Linked DNA regions of Mus musculus: region 2 is linked to region 1. The links are chromatin contacts, called in public HiChIP or PLAC-seq maps. All regions are on one chromosome and are shown on one strand. Each heading gives the region's core, a stretch centred on a gene start, on an enhancer-like site or on the middle of the called end of the contact. The rest is flanking DNA. Distances are from core to core; before and after follow the strand shown.

Region 1 (4,712 bases), core at 2,211-4,710:
CAGGGGATCCCCAGTATCTAGACTCCTACCATCACAGTTTTAGGTACAGCTCATGCTCCGAGCTCTGCCTCTGACAGTTAATCATACACAGGTCCTCAGAACCCCACTTCTCTGGACACATTCTGGACCAGGAACCTGTGTACTCCAATGTCACTGATCTTAAAGCCTCCCAGCTCTTGAACCTTCTGGGTAAATTTCTGCTTAACAAGCTCCAAGTTAAAACAAAATAAGTCAACAAAGAAACAAACAAAACCCTGAGAATCACTGCTTGGATGCAATAATGGCAACATTAAAGAACAGCAGTTAATGGTTTTTCACAATAAATTTAATGTATATGTACATAAGTATATAACTTTTAATGTTTGGTTCCCTACCCTCATATAATATACTACAAAGTAAACAAAAGTATGGTCTGCTATGAATGCCTTTATGCATATGCCATTCATACACTCACAGTTAAATGTAGAAGCATGAAAAAAAAAGTAAGAACTTTGACATTTTTAAAAAGTTGAACACACTTGTGTTCTATTGTAAAGCATATGTATTGAAAAAATTACTTCAGGGTTAATAACATTTTTATGCATTTATTTACAGAAGTATCTTCTATAACATAACAGCATCACATGACACAGCTGACTGTATCAAATGAAATTGGCCATAGGACAATCAAAGATAGTTTGAAGTTAATTATCTCTAATTTGGAAACTATAAAAACAACGTCTAGAAATCACTGATTATGAGAGAACTAGTGTTCTTCTGGCACGCTGAGCTGTAATTTTCTCCAGTGTTTGCTTTTTCCTCACAGATTAGGAAAGCTTTGGTTCAGCATCTCCATCGCTTAAAAAGCAGTGAACACGTCATAAAACAACCTAGTACATAAAAGATGGAAATTAGCCGGGCGTGGGGGAGCATGCCTTTAATCCCAGCACTTGAGAGGCAGGGACAGCCAAGGCTACTCAGAGAAACCCTGTCTCGAAAAAGAACCAAAAAAAGAAAAAAAACAAAACAAAAAACAACAACAACAAAAGATGGAAATTAACAGGGCAGTCAGAATTAAATGTTAAACATTATATCTTCCCCTTTCAAAAAGAGACATTACCTAACATATAATGTAGTAGTAACAGTTAACACAGCATCTCATTTAACTTAGGTAGCTTCTACTTTACAGGAGAAATTAAAACTGGAAGGAAGCTAATCTGTCTATGGGGCATAATCAATACACAGAGGGAGGAATTCAAGCAGGGCTTGCCTGACCCAGAACCACAGCTATCTATCTATCTTACACAGAAAATAATAAAACATTAGGAGTCTCTGAAAAACAATCGCTTCATGATGGGACAGTATCACTTTGGTGGTAAGGTTAACTATTATGGATAGAAACAGGTATCACAAGTGATATATTTACATGACAATTTATTGCCCATAATATTCTGGAGTCTCAGCATGGCCTTGGCACCAGTGCTCTTTAGTCAAAGCTATGTGTTACACAGGCCACCACTAGTCACTGACCCTTTTTAACACTGTAATGAGCCTAGACTCAAGAACAGTAGCTTCAGACCCCAAATGATTATTTCTTCCTCTAGGTGAACCGTTGGAGAAAGGAATAGTTCTTAGAAAATGTTCCATGTAGTAATTTGGAGAAATAAAATAAAAATCATCCCGTTGGGAGCCTGTCCACTTAACTGTGACCGTCCCCAATGGACATGAGCCCTTCTTTGCTAAGATGGAGCCATACCATATATAGGGACAAAAGCTAAGGACAGAAACAGCTTTTGGTGGCGGGGTGCTAGCCACCACTGTATGCTTCTTTGTAACTCTGGTCTGGCCTTTACCAAACTACAGGACAAACTTAGGTATAACTAAGTTGAAGAAACAAGAAGGGCAAAGACCTTTAAACCACCTTGGCACAATTTCTAATAGTTCATTTTCTAAAATACCACAATGTAAATAAAATTAGTGGCATAACGGACTGCTGTAACTTTCTCGCTTGATGTGGCTGTTTGCATAGGGTCTCATGATGTAGCTCTGACTGGACTCCAAACTTAGGATATCTCTTGCCTCAGCCTCCTGAGCATTGCTGTTACAGGTGTGAGACATCCATAACTATCCTGTATCTAAATTTTTACTATTCATAAGTAGTTGGGATAAAAGTCTTTGCAGCAGTCATAAAATCATGCACTCCAACTGCTCTCTAACCCTACACCTCGTCCTTCCTCCACGACCTGTGCGCTTTCTTCATGCAGGTCTAGTAACTTCTCTTGGAGTGTTTTGTATGGGTTATTGCTACCCACTTGTTTTCACATGTCAACACTTAGTACTATGAAGTCACAGTTAAATGATTCGGTCAAGATTCCAGATCTAGAAAATACCTCACCTTACTCTAACCTCATTATGTATAAAATTCCATAACGAGTGAGTACTTTTTACGCTGTTATTCGTCGAACTCAGTACCCGGAAGTGCTAGAATGGACCGAAAGGCTTGCTCAAAGGGGTATGACACTAAAATCTGTACTGCCAACAATTCCCTCAGAAGATGCTGTTGATGGAGAGCAAACCCAGGACCAAGGCAGGAGCACTTGCTCTCCTGGAATGTACCAGAACACTAGAAGATCCGAAGCAGAATCAGTAATAGAAGCAGGAAGAAGGTAAATGAGGTTAGGACGTTGGGATGAAAAGTAGAGGGGGAAAAAAAAAAAAAAACAAAAAACCTGGCACCATGCCCCCCCCCCCAAAGAAAACCTGGTGTCATGAAGCTACTGAAAGGGACTTTTATAAATGAGTCTGACAACTGAATCTTAACCGTGCAATAATTAGATATTACAGTTGTTATTGTTGTTGTTGTTGTTTTAAATAATGCCTGTTTTGGAAAAACGGAAAGGCATGTGTGAAAAGAGAAGAGGTGAAGTCCCTCGGGTGTATGTCTGTCCTCTATTCTGTGGTACAGACAGCCTTACAGAGGTTAGGATGGGTCTGTGTGTTTGAGACAGAAGTGGCCGCCCCCCCAACCACCTGCCACTGCAAGCTCTGTGCAAGCTGATGCAACTTCGCCTCAAACTTCCTGAAGTCGGAGGAACCTCGCAAAAGCCTATCCGGGCAGCCTAGATCTCCATGAGCCAGGGAAGCGGTACCGGTGCGACTGCCCCTGCGACCCCATCCCGGCCGGCCGGAGGGGAGAAGAAGACCCGGACCCGGCGGGCCGGCTCCTCCGCCCGGTCCCTAAGCAGCACTTCCGCCCAGCGGACCCTGGCTGGCCCCATAGCAGCGCTTCCGCCCGGCCCGCAGCGGCCCGGATCTCAGCCCCGGCCCCGCCATCCGTGGTCCCGGGAAGCCGCAACACACGCCGCACAAAAGCGATGCCATACACTCAGCTGAAGAGACGCGGAAACTCACTCTCTCTAAGACCCGCTTGCGTCCTCACGTACTCCCGCGCTCGTGCGTCACTACGTCTGGACGCCGAATCCGGAGACTCAACTTCCGGCACGGACGCCGATTCCGCAGGCTCCACTTCCGGCGGCCTAGGGAAAGGAGCGGCAGTCTGCGCATGCTCCGTGCTTCGTACTGCCTTTTCGGCTTCCTCTAGCTAATGCGTAGCGCTCATCCTATTCAACCCTTAGCAACAAGGGTGTCGGTGTGCTTTTACAGCCATAACTAACTAATAATCACTTACCACGCGCACAGCGCATGAGTCGCCTATGGCCAGCTCCCTCAAGGCCAAAGTTTCTTCCCGGTGCAGTGTAGTCTACCAAGTGGACGGTGGAGACAGTAGCTGTTCCCAATGGGCCTCAGGAGAGCTGCTTATCCCAGAAAGTAGGCCGGCGAAACAGGGCCACGGTGTACATTTCATTCCCCAAGCACAAACACGAGGCCACACTGCTTAGCCTGTTTACTGCTTTAAGGGCTCGTGAGAAAAGGTTTTTGTGACTTAGGTCGTTTGATGCAATTTTCTCCTTCTAACGTGGAACCAGTTTCATGGGCAGCTTCTTCTAAAGGCAATGCTGCATTTGTGTCCTACAAGAAAACGATGTTTGGTGTAATTATTTTTCTAGTAATTAGAGGAGAGCTCCACCTTTTCAAGGCATGAATTGGGTGCAGGTATATTTACCAAAAGGCTTAGTAGCCACGTCTAGTTAGCATATTAAAAACTTCCCAGTCCCCCAAAAGTTAATCTTCTATTGTATAACAGAAGAAATTCTCCTAAAAAATTTTCCCTTGTAGTTGGAATTTGAATGAAAATTTCCCACACTATTAGGAGATATAGATGAGAATTTCAAGTGACAAAATTCTTAGCAAATTCAAGAATGAATTCTTATAATTTAACCCCTTTCAGGTATAAAAAAAAGTGGGGGGGTATGTAAGTCCAAGACTGACATTGCGAAACTGCATTCCTGGAAATGGAACCCAAGTGAGTAGGGGGAACTAAATTGCATGTAGAAATATATCTCCTTAGGAAGAAAACATGAATGCAATTTCTCAAAAGGAGAGGTCTCTATTTGTTCTTCCCACCAATTCTATGCATCCATTCCATTAATATACTCTTGCTTTATATTCTCTGTCAGTCTACCCCTTTCTATACTTACACTGTTTTTGTTATTATCTTGTTTTTAAGTGCAGAAGTGACTTTAAAAGAGCCGCAAATCAAGTCTCAAATCAGTAATCTCAAAAAAAATGCAATTGTAAATAGACAGGGCTTAGGAATGTTCTTGGGGAGCAGG
Region 2 (4,336 bases), core at 1,653-4,152, 410 kb after region 1:
TAAACCAGGAAATGGAAAACCTGGAATACTATCATTTTTCTGCATCTTTCCTTTCCTCCTTCCAATGGGATGGCTCCACCACCTTCAGGTTATCTCTTCCCTGCTTCAGTTAATTCTCACTGGTAATGTCTTCATGGACATACCCAAATGTGTGCCTCATTGATGGCCTTGGAATTTCTCCACCCTGTAAAGTTGACAATGAAGATTCACCAATGCAATATGTTAACTGAGATAGCCAGGTGCAGAGAGATGAGAGACATGATCACACTTATCTGCAGAATACAAAAAGAGAAGAAAGAAAGAAGGATGAGCTCATAGGGTTGAGGGCAAGTAGGAAGGAGAAAATGGGGAGAGGTTGATTTTAATTAAGTTTGATAAAAATGAACAGTTCTTTTGTGCTGCTGCATAGCAGGGTGATTGTAGATAATGACAACATACTGTGTGTTTCTAAAAGCTGACAGGGCTGATTATGGGATGGATCCCCAGGTGGGGTAGTCTCTATGCCAGCAAGATTTTGTTGAAAGGACCCTGATATAGCTGTCTCAAGTGAGGCTATGCCAGTGCCTGGCAAATACAGAAGTGGATGCTCACAGTCATCTATAATATGGAGCACAGTGCCCCCAATGGAGGAGCTAGCAAAAGTACCCAAGGAGGTGAAGGGGTATGCAACCCTATAGGTGGAACAACAATATGAACTAACCAGTACCCCCAGAGCTTGTGTCTCTAGCTGCATATGTATCAGAAGATGGCCTAGTCGGCCATCATTGGGAAGAGAGGCCCCTTGGTCTTGCAAACTTTATATGCCCTACTACAGGGAAACACCAGGGCCAAGAAGTGGGAGTAGATGGGCAGAGTAGCAGGGGGTGGGGGGGGGTATAGGGAATTTTCAGGGTAGCATTTGAAATGTAAATAAAGAAAATATCTAATAAAATAATTCTAAACCAAAAAAAAAAAAAAACTGGCAGGGAAGATTTTGTGTGTTCACCCTTTTAAAAATAATGAGTATTTGAGAAGGTAGATATATTTACTTTGACTTGAACATTATATTATGTGTTTGTGAATTAAACACCAAACACAATCTCATAGATATGTACAATTTGAATGTTCTGTTTATTACTTTAAAAAATAATCCAGAAGAAAGCAAAACACAGACAAAAGTTTTCTGTTTTGTAGTGGACAGATGTTAATATAGTTGATAGACAGACCCACAACTGGTCAAAGTAGACAAAGAGTTTGTGGAGTGCTCAGTTCTAAATGGGCCACCTTTAGCTCTGTCCCCAAAGGTGGAAGAGAGGACAGAGAGAATGTAAGAGCCAGCAGCTGGGGATGGGTGCTGTGAAACAGTATCTTCTGCACACGGTATAGGGGATGCACACATTTTAAATGTTATTGGAAGAAAAAGACCTACACACTATTTAGCCATCAATACTTCATCATAGGTAGGTGAAGTGTTGGCAATTAAGGTTAGTTGTGGAGAGGAATGTCACTTTCTTCTGTGGTGTGACCACTAGTAGGTTGCCCATGATTGGGTAAATAATCACCGCAATGCCTAGTGGGTAACTTTGTTTAAATTTAGTGACACACACAGCATAAAAATAGGAAAAACACTGAAGTTGTTGGAAAGAACAATGCTTTTAGGAGAAAGAGGGGTATGGGATAGGATAATTAGGGTGGGTGAGAATGAGTAAAATTCATTATAAACATGTATGAAACGCTCAAAGGTTAAAATATGAACTAAATTTTTTCTTTGAATTTACAGAAATAGGTAATGTGTATTGCATGTCAAAGGTAGCCATATGTAACAGAGAACTAGAAATATAGTGAGTTTAATTGTCTTCTAGATTTTTATTTAATTACTTAATCCTAAGTTTGTGTAATAAACATACATTGTTTGGTATTTGAAACTATGAAGTTTTTGTCCCCTAAAACATGCCTTAGCAAGAAAATTACTTATAGAAGCTTTTAGTAAAAATCTTTATTTCTTGCCATACGTGCTTCCACCCCTCCTTCCCTCTCCTGCCTATTTTTTCTCCTGCCCCTTTATGACAATTTTGTACACTGGGTAAAAATCCAAAACTTCTTGCACAAACAGGAGTTGTCCTGAAGAAACTTTTATGGACAAAGATTATTGTTTTTCAAAGCTCACTAAGGCACTGTTTGGAGGGGAAAGTTGAATACGGCAGTCTGGTCAGCTCTACCCAAATCCTCCTCACATTCATTCCTGCCTTTTTAGCTTGTTGATCATGTATGAACACACTCTGTTCAGAATGACTCACAACTTCATATTCTCCCAGACTTACCTACTAAACAGTTTTCCATACACTGACAGAAAAGAGAATGATCACATTTATATTAATTTAAACAGAACCCACATTCATGATATTATTATTATTTTAAGCCAAGCTTCAATGTTGAGTTCCATGCCCACTTATTAAACTGAAATGGAAACTTAAGTTCCATTAACAGCGCTTTTTTAGCTTCCTGTAGTAGACAGAGAATGAATTCTAACTTTCAAAAGTTGTATAAATATTGCATAGTGAAGGCATTTTTCCTATACATTATTTGACATCTCATATTTAAAGTTTTGTTTGTTGTTGTCGTTGTTTTTTCTGTTGTTGTTACTTCTTTCTGCTTAGGAGCAAAGGGACCTAGGACAGAAGGAAGCATTTAGAGAAGCTGAACTCCTTGGGCAAACTCAAGGAAAACATACCATCTTACTGTGTAGTTGCTTTCTCTTCTGTAAATGGAGAAGTTTATTTGTGTAAATTCCCTCTGGTTGTTCTGGGAGGATTAAATAGCCAATGTCTGGAAGCAACATGAGCAATTCTGAAATGAAGGCTGTGTGGATCTGTGCTTTTCTTTCTCAGAAGGATTTATTGCCTCAGCATCAGCCTTTGCGTGCTTTGTGTGTACACAGCGAGGAGTGACGTGCTTGCCTCAGAGCAGGAATTTGTTGACTTAACAAACACATATGCAGAGCTTGCTATGGGCCAAGCTCCAGTCTCAACTCTTGACAGGCTTTAACTCATGTAATCCTCACTAACTGTACTGGAATAGATGCTGTTCTTATTTTCAGTTTACAAGGTCCTAAGAAATGGTGAAGTAATTCACCCCAGATATTATAATCAGTAAATGAAAGAGCCAAGAGTGAAAAGCAAGCGACCCAAGTCTAAGTCCTGGAATGACTTACATGAGTTTCTAGGTCCAGACTCAAAGTCATCCCCATTTTGTTTTCCTGTGTCTGGTTTGCTTTAGCCCAGCCTTACTCACTAGGCTTGTTTTTCAACTGCTAGCCAATGTTTATCCCGCTAAAGAAATTGATTCTTGAAGTGAATCACTGTTATGTGATTCTTCCTCTCCCATTTCTTGAATGAATAAGCCTCTGGATCACATTTTCTTGAACATATTGAGTTACAGATTGAGAGCTACCAAGGGCAGAGAAAGAAGGCCCTTTCCTTTTCCTTTTCCTTTTCCTTTTCCTTTTCCTTTTCCTTTTCCTTTTCCTTTTCCTTTTCCTTTTCCCTTTCCCTTTCCTTTTCCTTTTCCCTTTCCTTTTCCCTTTCCTTTCCTTTTCCCTTTCCCTTTCCCCTTTCCTTTCCTTTCCTTTCCTTTCCTTTCCTTTCCTTTCCTTTCCTTTCCTTTCCTTTCCTTTCCTTTCCTTTCCTTTCCTTTCCTTTCCTTTCCTCTTTCCTCTTTCCTTTTTCCTTTCTTTCCTCTTTCTTTCTTTCTTTCTTTCTTTTTCCTTCTTTCTTTCTTTCTTTCTTTCTTTCTTTCTTTCCTTTTTTACATTTTTATTGTATATTTTATTTATTTACATTTCAACTGTTACTCTGTTACCTGGTTTCCTCTCCACAAACTCCCTATCCCCTCCCTCTGCTTCTATGAGGGTGTTCCTCCATGCATCCATGCACTTCCACCTCACCACCCTAGCATTCCCCTACTCTGGGACATGGAGCCTTCACAAGCCCAAGGAGGGGGCCTTTCTGCATTTGAGGGATTGCCATCTCTGCACACAGCTATGGCTTGAGGAACATTTCTAAAGAGACAGATGTTGGCTCAAGAACTTTAAACATCTGGCTTTTGCTGATTCCCCAGAGTGCCAATGGACAAGATTCATGTGTTCTGTCCCTTGCTCTTATCTCAGGTCTTGGGATATTTTAGAGCCTGGCTATAGATGATATTCATGATCTAAGATGATGTCATCCACCTAGGTTAGTACAATAAAGCTGAAGTTCCAGCTAAGAGGAATTAATTTCCAAAGCAGTATTGCGTTACTGAACACAAATCTTTGGATGATCATGTTTTATTTGTTTGTTTGTTTTCCAGGATCTAATAA

Evidence for each region. HiChIP or PLAC-seq counts read pairs in DNA pulled down with a chosen protein or histone mark.
Region 2: a FOXA1 HiChIP or PLAC-seq map of pancreatic cancer cells shows a contact between it and region 1. The contact joins the enhancer-like site here to the promoter of Rhbdd1 in region 1. A contact is called at or near these places in 1 of 39 promoter capture datasets (cranial neural crest) and 2 of 115 datasets of contacts at active chromatin or transcription factors (pancreatic cancer cells and trophoblast stem cells).

The regions. Positions count from the first base shown.
Region 1 is chr1:82,315,327-82,320,038 of GRCm38.p6, reverse strand. Rhbdd1 (rhomboid domain containing 1) reads right to left here and starts at 3,460. Exons shown (of 7, transcript NM_029777.3): 1 at 3,391-3,460.
Region 2 is chr1:81,902,842-81,907,177 of GRCm38.p6, reverse strand. No RefSeq gene overlaps it. Among named protein-coding and RNA genes, the nearest start is that of Mir6344, 230 kb to the left of the region's middle. Within about 2 kb of position 2,902, at least 43 of the 459 cell types and tissues checked have an H3K27ac peak or open chromatin away from gene starts, as enhancers often do. A contact at or near this core is called in pancreatic cancer cells, where this site is marked.